3 separate regions of the Sus scrofa genome follow, and regions 1 and 2 are each linked to region 3. The links are chromatin contacts, called in public Hi-C and HiChIP or PLAC-seq maps. All regions are on one chromosome and are shown on one strand. The core of a region is the stretch at or near the end of the contact, and the rest is flanking DNA. Distances in the headings are between cores, read along the strand shown.

What was found. A called contact is a pair of places that touch in the nucleus more often than the background predicts. HiChIP or PLAC-seq counts read pairs in DNA pulled down with a chosen protein or histone mark.
Region 1: a contact with region 3 is called in a Hi-C map of skeletal muscle, with 4 times the contacts expected there. The contact joins the enhancer-like site here to the promoter of SPA17 in region 3. A contact is called at or near these places in 4 of 5 promoter capture datasets (fetal skeletal muscle, liver and skeletal muscle), 27 of 47 Hi-C or Micro-C datasets (adipose tissue, alveolar macrophages, blood and 14 more) and 2 of 2 datasets of contacts at active chromatin or transcription factors (alveolar macrophages and skeletal muscle).
Region 2: an H3K27ac HiChIP or PLAC-seq map of alveolar macrophages shows a contact between it and region 3. The contact joins the promoter of MSANTD2 here to the promoter of SPA17 in region 3. A contact is called at or near these places in 3 of 5 promoter capture datasets (fetal liver, fetal skeletal muscle and liver), 1 of 47 Hi-C or Micro-C datasets (liver) and 2 of 2 datasets of contacts at active chromatin or transcription factors (alveolar macrophages and skeletal muscle).

Annotation. Positions count from the first base shown.
Region 1 is chr9:52,044,388-52,048,570 of Sscrofa11.1, forward strand. No RefSeq gene overlaps it. Among named protein-coding and RNA genes, the nearest start is that of MSANTD2, 17 kb to the left of the region's middle. Within about 2 kb of position 2,219, at least 9 of the 83 cell types and tissues checked have an H3K27ac peak or open chromatin away from gene starts, as enhancers often do. A contact at or near this core is called in adipose tissue and skeletal muscle, where this site is marked.
Region 2 is chr9:52,027,823-52,032,202 of Sscrofa11.1, forward strand. It overlaps MSANTD2 (myb/SANT-like DNA-binding domain-containing protein 2), which reads right to left and starts at 1,705. Exons shown (of 5, transcript XR_002335713.1): 1 at 1-1,705.
Region 3 is chr9:51,916,253-51,920,686 of Sscrofa11.1, forward strand. It overlaps SPA17 (sperm surface protein Sp17), which reads left to right and starts at 2,664. Exons shown (of 5, transcript XM_003130022.3): 1 at 2,664-2,808; 2 at 3,881-4,061. The coding sequence starts at 3,908. SIAE (sialate O-acetylesterase) reads right to left here and starts at 2,722. Exons shown (of 10, transcript XM_013979526.2): 1 at 2,478-2,722. The coding sequence starts at 2,544.

The sequences.
Region 1 (4,183 bases), core at 969-3,468, 130 kb after region 3:
GCACTGCACACACATCAGTCCTTTTTCTTTCAGCAGGCCTTACTTTTCCTTCCATTTAGGCCAGCGCTCTCAAATTGTGGTCCCAGGCATCAGCACCTCCATCATCTGGGAAACTTTTACAAATGCAAATTCTCAGGCCCCAAGACTTCCCAATTGAAATGAATCAGAAATTCTGGAAGTGTTTTTAACAATCCCTCCAGGTGATTTTTGATGCATGCCAAAGTTTGAGAACCACGTCTAGAAAAACATGTAGGTATGGACTAAGGAGACTGGGGTAAGTGCAGGGTGAGGGAAGAAGAAATAGATCCTTCAAGCTAATCCGGTTAGCCCCACGGAGTGTTAGAGGAAGCAGAGACAGCGGTAACTGACACTGCACTGCAGGTTTTGTGTTTTTTGTTTTTTGTTTTTTTTTTTTGTTTGTTTTTTTTTTTTGCCAACTCAGCTTGGCACCAGTGTTGCAAACATTAACCCGCAAATTCACCCTAGGTCAGATCAGTGATAGATAGTATCAAGATCTTCAGACTGGGGACATGGACTCATCTTCAACTTATGCACTGCAGAGAAGTAGTCACCCAATGTCCAGATCAAGTAAAATAAATCAGGGCTGTGTCAACTACTACTGAAAATCAGTTCCAATTCGCTACCCTCCCTTCCAGATCCATGACAGACCCACCTCACCTCCTTGGCAGATGTACTGGAAAGCCCCCTCCAGCATCCTCCCACCCCTGGCCTCCCCCCACTTATGGCTGGGATACCTGGATTGAACATGAACTTCATCAAACACTTGGTGGCGCTCAGTACCTTGCCCCCTCCTCTTTTGGATGGAAAGAATATTTAACTGGGCCCTTGGAGTCCATGGGTTCTGTAACCACAGATTCCACCAGCTGTGTGTTGAAAATATTCAGAAAAAAATTTCCTAAAAGCAAAACTTGATTTAGCTGCAGGAAGGCAGCTGTGTACTTACATAGCATTTACGGTGTATGAGGGTCTATAAGTAATCTAGAAAAGTATATGAGAGGATGTGCATAGGTTATATACAAATACTAGGACATTTTACATAAGGGACTTGAGTGTTCAATTTTTGGTATGGGGGTCCTGGAACCAGAGGATACCCAGGGAGGACTGACTTACTAAAGGGAAATGCTATTTAAATGTACAGTATCACAGAATCTATAATACCTACAGACATTATTCCTTAGTATTTTTCTACCACCCATTTTTCACTCTCCCCCCCACTTCATCTGCCTGTGCCTCCCTACTTTGCTTTTTTTTTTTTTGGGGCCGCTCCTGCGGCATATGAAGGTTCCCAGGCTAGGGGTCGAATCGGAGCTGTAGCTACCGGCCTACGCCAGAGCCACAGCAACGCGGGATCCGAGCCGCATCTGCAACCTACACCACAGCTCACGGCAACGCCGGATCGTTAACCCACTGAGCAAGGGCAGGGACCGAACCCGCAACCTCATGGTTCCTAGTCGGATTCGTTAACCACTGCGCCACGACAGGAACTCCCCTACCTTGCATTTTGAGCACAAAATGGGCACTTGAATGGTGCAGAACAGACAACACAAACCATGCTTCTGTTATCTCCCAATTTTTTTTCTCTAGCTGCTGCCAAAGACAGTGGGCCCAGGCCAAGGGCTCAGATTTAGTCCCTTATAAAGTAACCACTCTTTAGTGGGGGGAAGCAATAAGCTTATTCAGGCACCTTCCTGCTTTCCATTCCTCTACCCCACACGTGGGCACACAAAGAACTGAAGCAGAGGTGGCAGTGGGGGGGATAGGCTCCGTATGTCCAAAGTCCCGGGTCACCTCGGCCTGGCGTCCGTCTAACTCAGCTGCAGATGAGAAGATGGGCGGGGAGCAGAGCCCTCCCCCCCACATCCCTGGGCTGGGTGCCTGTCAGGCCGCATCTGCTCCAAATTTATAGCTCCTCCTTGGGCCGCCGCCGGCCTCTCCACGGCCTCTTTACCAAGTGCAGACCCAGCTGAGACCCCTCCCGCGGGGAGAGGGAGGACACACCCGCGCCGGCCCCGGGCTGGGGGCGGGGAGCAGGTGTGAAGCGGGGGTCGCAGCAGCGCGCGCTGTCACCCTCCATCGCACCGCGGAGACCCAGCTTCACCCCAAGGTTCACACAAAGGGGCTGAGGCTAGACCGAGGGCGGCTCATTACCCCGATTGGCCGGGGAGCGGGTGATGAAAGAGGGTCAGCGGGGGAGGGCCACTCGCCAAATCGCGGTGCGCAGACCCCCGGCAGGAGCGCGCGAGGGTGGAGGCGCGAGGCCTGCACAGTGGAGAGTGGTCCAGTTGCAGCCAAGATCCGAGCTTCTCCAAATCACCCAACCCGTTGCCAATCTGGGACCCCGTGGCCGGGCGGGAGGAGGAGCCAGGAAACAACAAGAGGCCCTTGGGGCCTGGGGAGGGGAAGCCGTGCCGGGGGAGCACACGCCCCGCGGGTGGGTTGATTGCCTATTGTCCGTGTCCCGCCCCCGCGCCCCGCGCCCGGCGCCGGGTTGCCGCCCCTAGCGCTCTGATGGCTGTACGCTTTCCTCTTGCCGGCATTGTCGGTTCGCGGTGAACAGCTAGAGCCGCGGACGCTTGCGGGGGAAAGGGTCTTTCACAGAGGGAGAGGAGAGAAGAAAAGAGGCTGCACAGAAAAGCACTAGCCTGTCTCCAGCGTGGTCCCTCACTCGTGTCCACGGTTCAGAGAACTTTCACGCACTCCCCTCCCAGGCCCCAAATGCTCCGTCTTCTCAGACTGACGACTCTCTTCTCTAGCCCGAACTGTTTCGAGAGAGATGCCCTGTTTTAATTTAATTTTATTTTCCTGGTCAGTGGATGCCTTTGTCTAGGCTCCGGAATGCCGAAGTAAAAGAACTGGCTAGAGAAGGGCGAAGGCAGGGAACTAAACGAAAAACGCTAGATTGTGACGGCCCCTTACACGCATCCACCTGCTCCCTAAGCCTGGGGTGTTTTCAGTCCCAGGAAATTCGCACCGCTTTTTAGGGCTTTGTTTCATGCTCCTCTTTGTCATACTATCACATTCCCGGGGAGATGGGCACCCCTGGGAAAGGACCTGAAGAGGGACAAGAAAAAGTTTGGGCCAGCGAGGTCCAGTGATAAAGGGCCCCACCACTGAAAGTTGGGACCAAGGGAGGTTTAGAGGTGAGTGGAATCTGAAGCTCTTCAGGTCCAAAGGCCACAGTCTGGCAGCTCATGGACCAAATCGAGGCGACAGACACATTTTGGCCCATTAAGTATTTCTTAAACATTCTGTTATGGATAATAGCATATTTTGGATGATAAACATATATAAAATAGAATAAGCCCCCATGTACTCATCATCCAGCTTCAGCATTCGTTCATTCAAAGACCGTCTTCCTTTATCTATCTCCCCTTTTTGCCCTCACGATTTTGAGGCAAGTGTCAGAAATCATATTTCTGATGTAAATACTTCAGTGTAGTCCTAAAAGATAAGGTCTCATTAAATAGCATAGTAACAGTAATAAAGCTGTCACGCCTAAAATACATCAAGTATATAATCAGTATTTTCAAACTTACCCAATTGTTTCAATTATTTTTCTTCATTGTTGTTCAAATTAGTATCCAAATGAATCTCTACAGTGCAATTCTCTTTTGACTGGATGTTCCCCTCCGTCTTTTTTTTCTTTGCAATTTATTTGTGGAAAAAACTGGGTCATTTGTTATGCAGAATTTGCCACAGTCTGAATTTTGTTGAATGTATCCCCATGGTGTCATTTAACATGTTCTTCTGCCCCTATATTTCCTGTAAATTGGTTGTTAGATATAGAGGCTTGATCGATTAATCCTTGATACTTTTTTTTGCAAGAATACTTCATAGGGGATATTATATAATTGTGTCAGGAGTAATGTCTGTTTATCTGTTTTGTTGTTGTTGTTATATTGGTATCTAGTAAAGGTCATTGCCCGGATCCACTATTTTGTTAGGGATTGCCAAATTGTGGCATTCTAATTCTGTGATTCCATCTTCATTTATTAGCTGGAATACTTCTCCATACTACCTGCCATCAACTGTGTGGTTACACTGAGATTTCTTTCCAAATAGAAAAGGTACGTTAGTGCTTGATTATTTTCCTTTAGCTGTTATTTCTCAAAAATAATGAGCTAATTCCTTAGCATCCTCTAAAGGTGAGCAATGATTTTTT
Region 2 (4,380 bases), core at 455-2,954, 110 kb after region 3:
CGCTCCCGGCACTGGGACGGGGTCCGCTCGTAGCCCAGCTCGGCCAGGGCCCGGGACACGCGCTCGTACATGGCTGGCCCGGGGGCCTTGCTGCCGAACACCGTGCCGGCTCCCTCCAGCTGCTGGTACCGCGCCTCCACCAGCCGCTCGTTGCCCCACACTGCGATGAGCGCGTTCGTCTCGGCTGGCGTCCACGACATGCCCCGGCAGGCGGCGGCGGCGGCTGCCGCAGCCCCGCCACCGCCGCCACCAGGGGAGAAGGAGACCGAGGACGAGGCGGCGCTGCGGCCCCCCAGCCCCAGCCCGAGACCCCCGGACGCCGCTGCCCCCGAGCCCGCTGCACCGCCTGGCCCGAGCGGGGAGGCACCCCGAGGCGTAGAAGGGTCGGACAGCGAGGGATTTCCGTCGCTCAGGCCACCAGGAGAAGCCGGGGAGAGCACCTCCATCTTCGGGATTTTTAGCGGCGAGTTGGCGGGCAGCTCCGAGCCACAGGGCGCAGCCATCTTCCAAGCGGCCGCCGCTGCACCGCCCGGAAGTGACGCGTCCGCGCATCCGGCCGCCGCGGACTCCGGGGCTGCCCTCGGGCCTGCCTCGCCTGCAGACTGGCGGGTGTGGGCTCCTGCTGACGCGCGGAGGCCTTCTGCGGACCTCGGTCTTTCTCCGCGAGCCCTGCCGCGCCGCCCGCTCCTCTCCCTGGGCGAGAGGCGGGGATGAGGCGAGCCGAAGCCCCGAGCCGAGGAGAAGGGTGGGGGCATGAGGGCGCTGGTGTGAGGAACAGATTGGAGCCTTCCCACTTCCTCTCCAATCTCAGCCCCCGGGAGGAGGGGTGAGGCCCGTGAGGGGGCCCGGAGTTAAGGAGGACTTGACCATTTCGCTCGCTCGCTCTCCTCTCCCTCCCCTCTGTCTCTCCCGGCTTGGAAGTAGCCTCGGGGTTCTGAGGCTGACGTCCCAGGAGGAGGTTGGGGAACTCTGCGCAGGGTACATCCAGGAAGGCGCTGAAGCTCCAGGGAGAGATAGACTTTTAAAAAATATTTGGGAACCAGAGTTAGCGTTCGTACGCTGTAGCTTTTCAAGAAACCCAAGCGTATTATTTGAAGAGCAACTCTGATTCCAGTTACGATCTATTTTCCAGCTACGATCTATTTTCCAGTTAGTCTGAGTGGGTGTGACAGTTTGTAGAATAGTTAAATGTCTATTGCGCTTGCACAGTAGCTTCAAGCAACTCCGGGCTCTGCGGCAGAGTTACTTTGCAATACCATTCTCCATCCTCCCAACTTGGCAGTTGCATGTTATTCCCTCAGGGTTTATACGCTAGAGTGTAAGGAGACTAAAAAGCGACTGTCAATTATGACAGCTCTAGTGACCTCTGGTAATTAGGGGTAATCCGTCCTGATTGCTCCATAAAGTGCTTCAATTTAATGAACATTAACACACCAAATCCAATACATCGTTGTAAGGTATTTCAGTATTCTTCAAAACCAAAAATCTAATTGTTTATCTTGATCTTTAACTTAAAGGCCCCAGCTGCCTTTTCTTTTTCTTCAAATATGAATAGGCTATGCAATTTTTTTTAAAATAGCAGATATATGTGTGTGTTTTTTTTTTAATAGAGCTGAGGGCAGCTACATTTTTAACTCAGAATCACACCAGAGGATGACATGGTTGTCAATGGAAAGCCAAAAGAATAAGCAATAGGGATGAAGTAGAGAAGATAAACGTTGTCATATGTCATATTAAAATGCCACCATGACATTAAATTAGCAGTATGCAGAAACATAAAGAGGAGGTCCCTGTTGTGGCCCAGCAGGTTACAAACCAACTATTCCCGTTCCATCTGCCATTGCACAACACCAGCTTTATGGTGAACCATGGTGTAGTCCCAGATGAGGCTGGGATCCTGCGTTGGTAAACCTGTGGCTGTGGCGTAGGCCAGCAGCTGCAGGTCCTATTCGATCCCTAGCCTGGGAACTTCCATATGCCTCAGGTACAGCCCTTAAAAAAAAAAAAAGAAAAAGAAAGAAGAAAGGAATTGCAACATTTATGCCATCTCTTCCTCTTTTTCTGAGAAAAAGATATAGTCTAGCTCCTCCATTAAAAGTATGAATTCTAGAGTCAGAATGCCTGGCTTCAAATTCTAGTTCTGCAACCTTAGCCAACTTCTCAGTGCCTTGGTTTCTTCACCTGTGAAATAAGGATGATCTCACAGCATTGTTGGGAGAATAAATGAATTAATACAGCTATAGCCCATTCTATACCTGTATTAATGAATTAATACAGGTATAGAATGGTACTTGGTTCATGTAAATATGTTGAGCATTTGCTGTTATCTACTTTATTTGAACTCTAGTTGATATATAATCTTCCCTTTGTTACTTTCTCTACACCTCTGGTTTTCAGTTCTCATTTCTTTTTTCTTTTTTTGCTTTTTAGGGCTGCACCTGCAGCCTATGGAAGTTCCCAGGCTAGGAGTCGAATCCACGAGGATCTCAAAAAAAATCCTCCCTCCTTCTGTTGTTACTTCTGGATGATTCTCAAGTCAACTCTGACTCATCCAGGAAGCCTTCCTAGATAAAGTGGGTTGATTGGAAAGTCTCCCTTCCCACAAACTTCTGTTTCTAGACATTATTTCTATATGTCCCCTATCAGTCTACCCTATGAGAAAAGTTTGTATCAAAAATAAAATTTCCAGCAACATCCTGAAGTTAAAACAAAGCCAAATAATGTATAAACTATTAAGTGTGTTACAAGGTATAGAAGCACTGCTGGGTGGGCCAGGATCATGGGATCATTGTGTTGGCTTACTACAGTGGATGATCCTGGATTCCAGGAGTTGTGTGATGACTTTGTTCAAACTGGACTTATGGGATGGCTACTGTGTTCAGAATAATGTGCTACACCTTTTACTGTGGATCCAAATGGTAGTCATAATTAGATTAAAAACTTACTTGAGGAGTTCCTGCTGTGGTTCAACAGGATCAAAGGGTGTCTGCAGTGGCAGGGATGCAGGTTGGATCCCCTGCCAGCTGCAATGGGTTAAGGACCTGGTGTTGCCTCAGCTGTGGCTTAGGTGGAAACTCCGGCTGGGATTCCATCGCTAGCCTGGGAACTCCATATGCCACTAGGCAGCCAAAAAAACAAAACAAAACAAAAAAACTTACTTGAAGGATAACATATGAAATGTCCCAAGAGAGTACAGAACAATACAAATATTCCACCTGTAAACTATCCACACCCCTTTAACTGTATCTTCCCCTCATCGATTTCCTCCACAATCTGTATCAAGTTTGTTTTACCAGGTTTTATATGAAGCCTCCCCAATCAGTTGGACAGAACACCTCTATCTAATACACTCATACAACTTAGCCCTTCATGTTAATATTTTCTATCTCAAAAGCTTTGTTAATTCATTTGCAGACTCTTTCACTGTGTTTTATGACTATCAGTATGTTTGTTGCTTTATCTTTTTTCCTTTCACATTCCATATTAAGTCCTGTTACCTCAGCCTCTAAACTATTTCCTAAATTTGACTACTTCCCAACCCTGGTCCCAGCCTCCCTCATGTCTTTACTGGACAACTGGACTTGCAGCTTACATACTTGCCTGCTTACACTGTAGCCAAAGTGAAACTGGTATTTTAAAACATTTTTCTTGTGAACTATAACATGCCTATATAAGAGTACATAAAACATTCATGTACAACTACTATGTGAATTATTATAAAGCAAATCTTGTATAACTACCACCCAAGTCAGAAAATAGAATGTAGCCAGAACTCTAGAAGCTTTGCCCTACAATCCCTTACCAACATTATCCCTTAGCTCCCTTAAGATAACTGCTATCTTGACTTGCCTTTCTTGTAGTTTTTATCACTTTATTATATGTCACGAAAAGTTTTGAATTTTTTGGAAATGAAATCACATGTATTCTGGGTCTGGCTTCTTTCATTCAATATTATGTTTTAATTAAGATTCATCTGTATGAGGCTGCAGTTATTCATTTTTGTTGCTGTAAAATACTGTTTTATGAATATCTCATATTTTATTTATCCTCCTATTGTTGAATCTTTGGGTTGTTTCTAAATTAGGATTTTATGAATAATGCTGCTGTAAATATTCTTGTACATGTCTCCTAGTGCGTATGTGCAAGTATCTCTGCAGAGTATATACCTCCCCCTCCCTTCTTTTCTCCCTTCTTTCCATGTGGATACACAATTATTCCAATTCCATTTACTGAAAAGACTGTCCTTTCCTGTCCTTCCCTCGCTTGCAATCAAGCGTCCGTATGTACATGGGTCTATTTCTGGGCTCTTCTATTACATCAGTCTATTTACCTGTTTTTCTATTTGTGTTCCTTGTGGTACTATCACACTGCCTTAAGTGG
Region 3 (4,434 bases), core at 1,414-3,913:
AGTGCTAAACACATTACAGATGTTAAACTTCTTTGGCCTCAAATCACATAGGGGTAGTTTAGGACCAGACAAGAAGCCAAACCACCTGATTCCAAAGTTACTGCAATTTCTACTCTGCCACCATTAGAGGCTGGTGATAAATCAAAGAAAAGTCATATTCCCTGTCCTTATAAAGCTCACATTCCAAGCTGATAAGCATAGACAGTGGAACATTACGGAGGAATTGAGCAATGGCCAAACCCGAGAACAAGAAAGGAGGCAGGACTAGTAATTGTTTTTGTCAACTACAAGACATTTAATATTTGATTTTTTTTTTTTTTTTGCTTTGCTTTTTTTTAAACTAAGGCCACACGCATGGCATATGGAGGTTCCCAGGCTAGGGGTCAAATCAGAGCTACAGCCGCTGGCCTACGTCACAGCTCACAGCAATGCCAGAACCCACTGAGCAAGGCCAGAGATGGAACCCCCAACCTCATGGTTCCTATTGGAGTCATTTCCACTGCGCCACGATGAGAACTCCAACAGCTGAAATTTTTTTAAGTCTTTAATTTTTTTCCTTCATTTGCGTGTTGGACTAGAAAAAGAGAAATTCGTGTTCTGGGAAGTTAAAAGTGGTCATTAAAAGTAGACTGACAAAATTAGGACAGCAGTTATCCCTGGTGAGGAACTGTTAGATGCACTGGAGAGGAATATCCATGGAGTCTCAATAAAACTGGCAACATTCAAGAAATAGCAACAACAACAACAACAAAAGACAAAAGACAAAAAAAAAAAAAAAAAAAAAAACTGGCAACATTCTAGTTCTTAATTGGGTAGAACTTCCCTGGGTGTTCATTTTATTATTTCATTGCTACATATTTTTGTACATTTCAAATATTAAGTGATAGGCATTCCTGTCTATGGTATAGGTCACAGCTGCAGCTCTGATTCAAGCCCTGGCCCAGGAACTTCCATATGCTGCAGCTGTGGCTGGAAAAAAATAGGTGATAAACATGGGTGCAGGGGGAATGATTTGAAGGAAAGAAGTCAGGATATGCAACCAAATAAAAAAGAAAGAAAATTTAAATCTTTAACGAATGAAAAATCAAGTTATTGTTAATGAAGGTGATGTAACAATATGACCCAAAGGCAATGATAAAATAGTAATATTAAAGTTAACAGCCTTTAACAGAAAAACTATAAAATAACAATCCTGCTCTCTTCTTTTCCTTTTCCCCACCTAATATACTGGACTCAAAACTCACCAAGTGGGGACAAAAGTCAGGAAATGATACACAGAGTGCTGCTAGTTTACACTTTTGATAAACCCTGAAGAACCATTTATGGGCTGCAGTTTGTCTGCATCTGGGCACTGTGTGGGTTCTTAGGCAGAGCTGCAGTCATTTTTCTTGACTCTGTTCTCCCACCTCAACTTTTTTTTTTTTTTTTTTTTTTTTTTTTGGTCTTTTTGCCATTTCTTGGGCCGCTCCCGTGGCATATGTAGATTCCAGGTTAGGGGTCCAATCGGAGCTGTAGCCACCGGCCTACGCCAGAGCCACAGCAACGCTGGATCCGAGCCACGTCTGCAACCTACACCACAGCTCACGGCAACGCTGGATCCTTAACCCACTGAGCAAGGGCAGGGATCAAACCCGCAACCTCACGGTTCCTAGTCGGATTCGTTAACCACTGAGCCACGACGGGAACTCCTCAACTTTCCTTTCTTAACAGGGACCTTTGGGGTCCACTATTTGAGTGGTCGGATAAAGAAGGGGGAAAAAAAAAAAAAATCCAGCATTATCCCTTTACTTGCATTTCTGGACAAGGTCCCTCTTCTGGTTTCTCCATGGCTGTGACCCAGCGTCCAGCCCGGGGTATTCAAACGAAACAATATATGACCTGAACAATAGTCAAAGTGAGTCACCCTCCTCCTCAATGCCACGCATATTATCCCACCACCAATATCTGCGAGCTGCAGCAGGAATCAAAGCTGAGTCTTAAATATTCTGAGCTAGTGAGGGGGTTGTATTTCTTAGCCCTAATCACCACTTAAAACTAGTAAAATTTAATTCCCCCAAGGAACCCAGCCTGAAGGAAACCCTCCCCAAGGGTGCCACTGAGGGGGCAGCACTGAAATGTTTGGGATGACTGAGTCATCAGTTTCCAAATATTATCTAACTAGCTTCGCCCCCTCCCCTTCGAGTTCCCCTGCAATTATTCAGAGACACTAAGGGCCTCGGTCTGAGCACATTTGGGCTTTCCCTCGCTTAGATAAACCCAACTCTCCCACTCCCTGCATCATAAAGGCAGTGGAAGGGAGTGGAGAAAGAGGACGGGCCGGGGCAGCCTAGGCCTTGCAAGGAGAACCAGGCTTCGGCCCGGGGTTCCGTCCCAGACCTACAGAAGGGGACTCGGGGGCCGTCCTACGGAGTAACTCAGAGTCCGCATAGGCGGACGGGCGGACAGGGGTCGGCCCGAGCCGAGCCCGGCCGCCTCACCTGCACTTGCGTCGGCCGGCAAGAGTAACGACAGCACCAACCCAAACACAAACCCCAGAGCGACCATGTTTGCGAGGAGGGCGCACCCCTGCGCCGCCGGGGCGGTGCGGACGCCAGCAGAGGTGGAGCCTTGTGGGCGGGGCCTGCGCAGGGCCGATAAGGTCAGACTCCGCCCTTCTCAGGTCATTAATTCCGCGAAGCCGTCCGCGGCCGCCGGGCTGGCCCTTGCTCTCCTCGGCCGCCGTAGTTGAATGGTTTGAGGGGGAACGGTTTCCCGGCAACGAGAAAAAACAACCGGAACTTTCAGCTCCAGCTCAGAGCGATTGAAGAGGTGAGGCGGTTTACCCCATTTCCTCTCCGAAATCGAGACGTCGCTTTCCCCTTCGCCTCTCTTATTCTCTCAGGGTCCCCGCCGCATTCTGGGAAACTTAGGGAAAACTGGCCCCCAAGCAGCCCATTCTGCTAGTGTGAAATCCCAGATCCTCGACGTCGCGCCTCAGACTAGACCTGTGTTCCCCCTGCGACCCCTCTCCTCGCCCCACCTTGGTTGAGGGTCTCTACCTTTTCACCTTAGAATGATTTAATACCCCATCTCCTGTTCCCTCAAAAAGAGAAAGGGAAAAAATCTTTACAGATTGGGCCTCACTAAACCACGTAGTCCCAACCTAGACCCCGACCCTACCTTACTCGGCAGCGTTGACACAAACAAGCCAGGTCTCTGAGTGTTATTTGAACACTGAGTAGCCCAACATGCTGCCTAGCAGCTATTCTTACCTAGCTCTGGTATTCCAAGATAGGAAAAGAAACCTGTTCAAGATGAATCCAGAAAATATAAGACTCCCCAAACATTGAAGACTGGAATTGCAAAATCATGACCTTGCCCCCAGCACCCCCGCCCCGTTGCCCCTTCCAGAGTATACAGATGCTTCGACGAGGCATTGCAGGTCATGCAGCAGAAGTGAAAGCTAAGGGAAAGACTGTGTGAAACTTATTCGACAAGTTAGTTTTAACAAGGACTAGTTTTTTTGTTTTTTAATTTTAGACCCTTAACAGGGCCTTTTCGGCAATTTAAGATGAATTTATAATAATCACTCTAAATCCCCGTGGGATAGCAGAAATTACTCTGTCTTCAAAAGACAGAGTGAGAAAAAATACTTATTATAGTGAAAAATCTGTGATTTTTGTAATTTTAAAAAATGATTTACCTATTAAATTAGACTGTTAACAGTCTAATAAGGGAAAATTTCAAAAATCTTTGGAAGCAATGGATAGACTTGGGTTGGGTTGGGGGTAAAAAGGATTGAAGTCCAGAAGTTTGGGGTCTCAGAAATAATTTGTCATAGTTGTGGTTATATAAGTAAAATAAGACAAATTTAAAAACAGTATCTTTAACGAATCTCTAGGTACAATAGACAGTTCCTTCCAAGGAGATGTCGATTCCATTCTCCAACACCCACTACCGAATTCCACAAGGATTTGGGAATCTACTTGAAGGGCTCACACGCGAGATTCTGAGGGAGCAACCCGACAATATACCAGCTTTTGCAGCAGCATATTTTGAGAATCTTCTAGAGAAAAGAGAGAGTAAGCTTTTTTTAAAATAGGCATTGGAAAAAAAGAGACTAAGCCTTTGATTATGGTAAAACTTGCTTAAGACCATTCCTATTACACAGAAAGCCTTTATGAGGCAGATAGCTTTAACAGTTATTGCTTTTTAAAACAGCATGTGCCTTTTTGGCAGATTCTCTTATGTCACATTCCACCTTATGGAAGGTTACCAGTTTATCACAGACTTTCTTCACTGTATTTCTCATGAACACATGCAGTGGAAGGGGAGGTCGGGAGAACATTCAGCCCAGCTCTCCATTTTCCAGCATGCTGTCCACCTACATCCTGGGCAGTTGACTGTCTGTTCTTCGTAAGAGGAGTTTGTGGTTTTCTTTACATTTTGACTCTT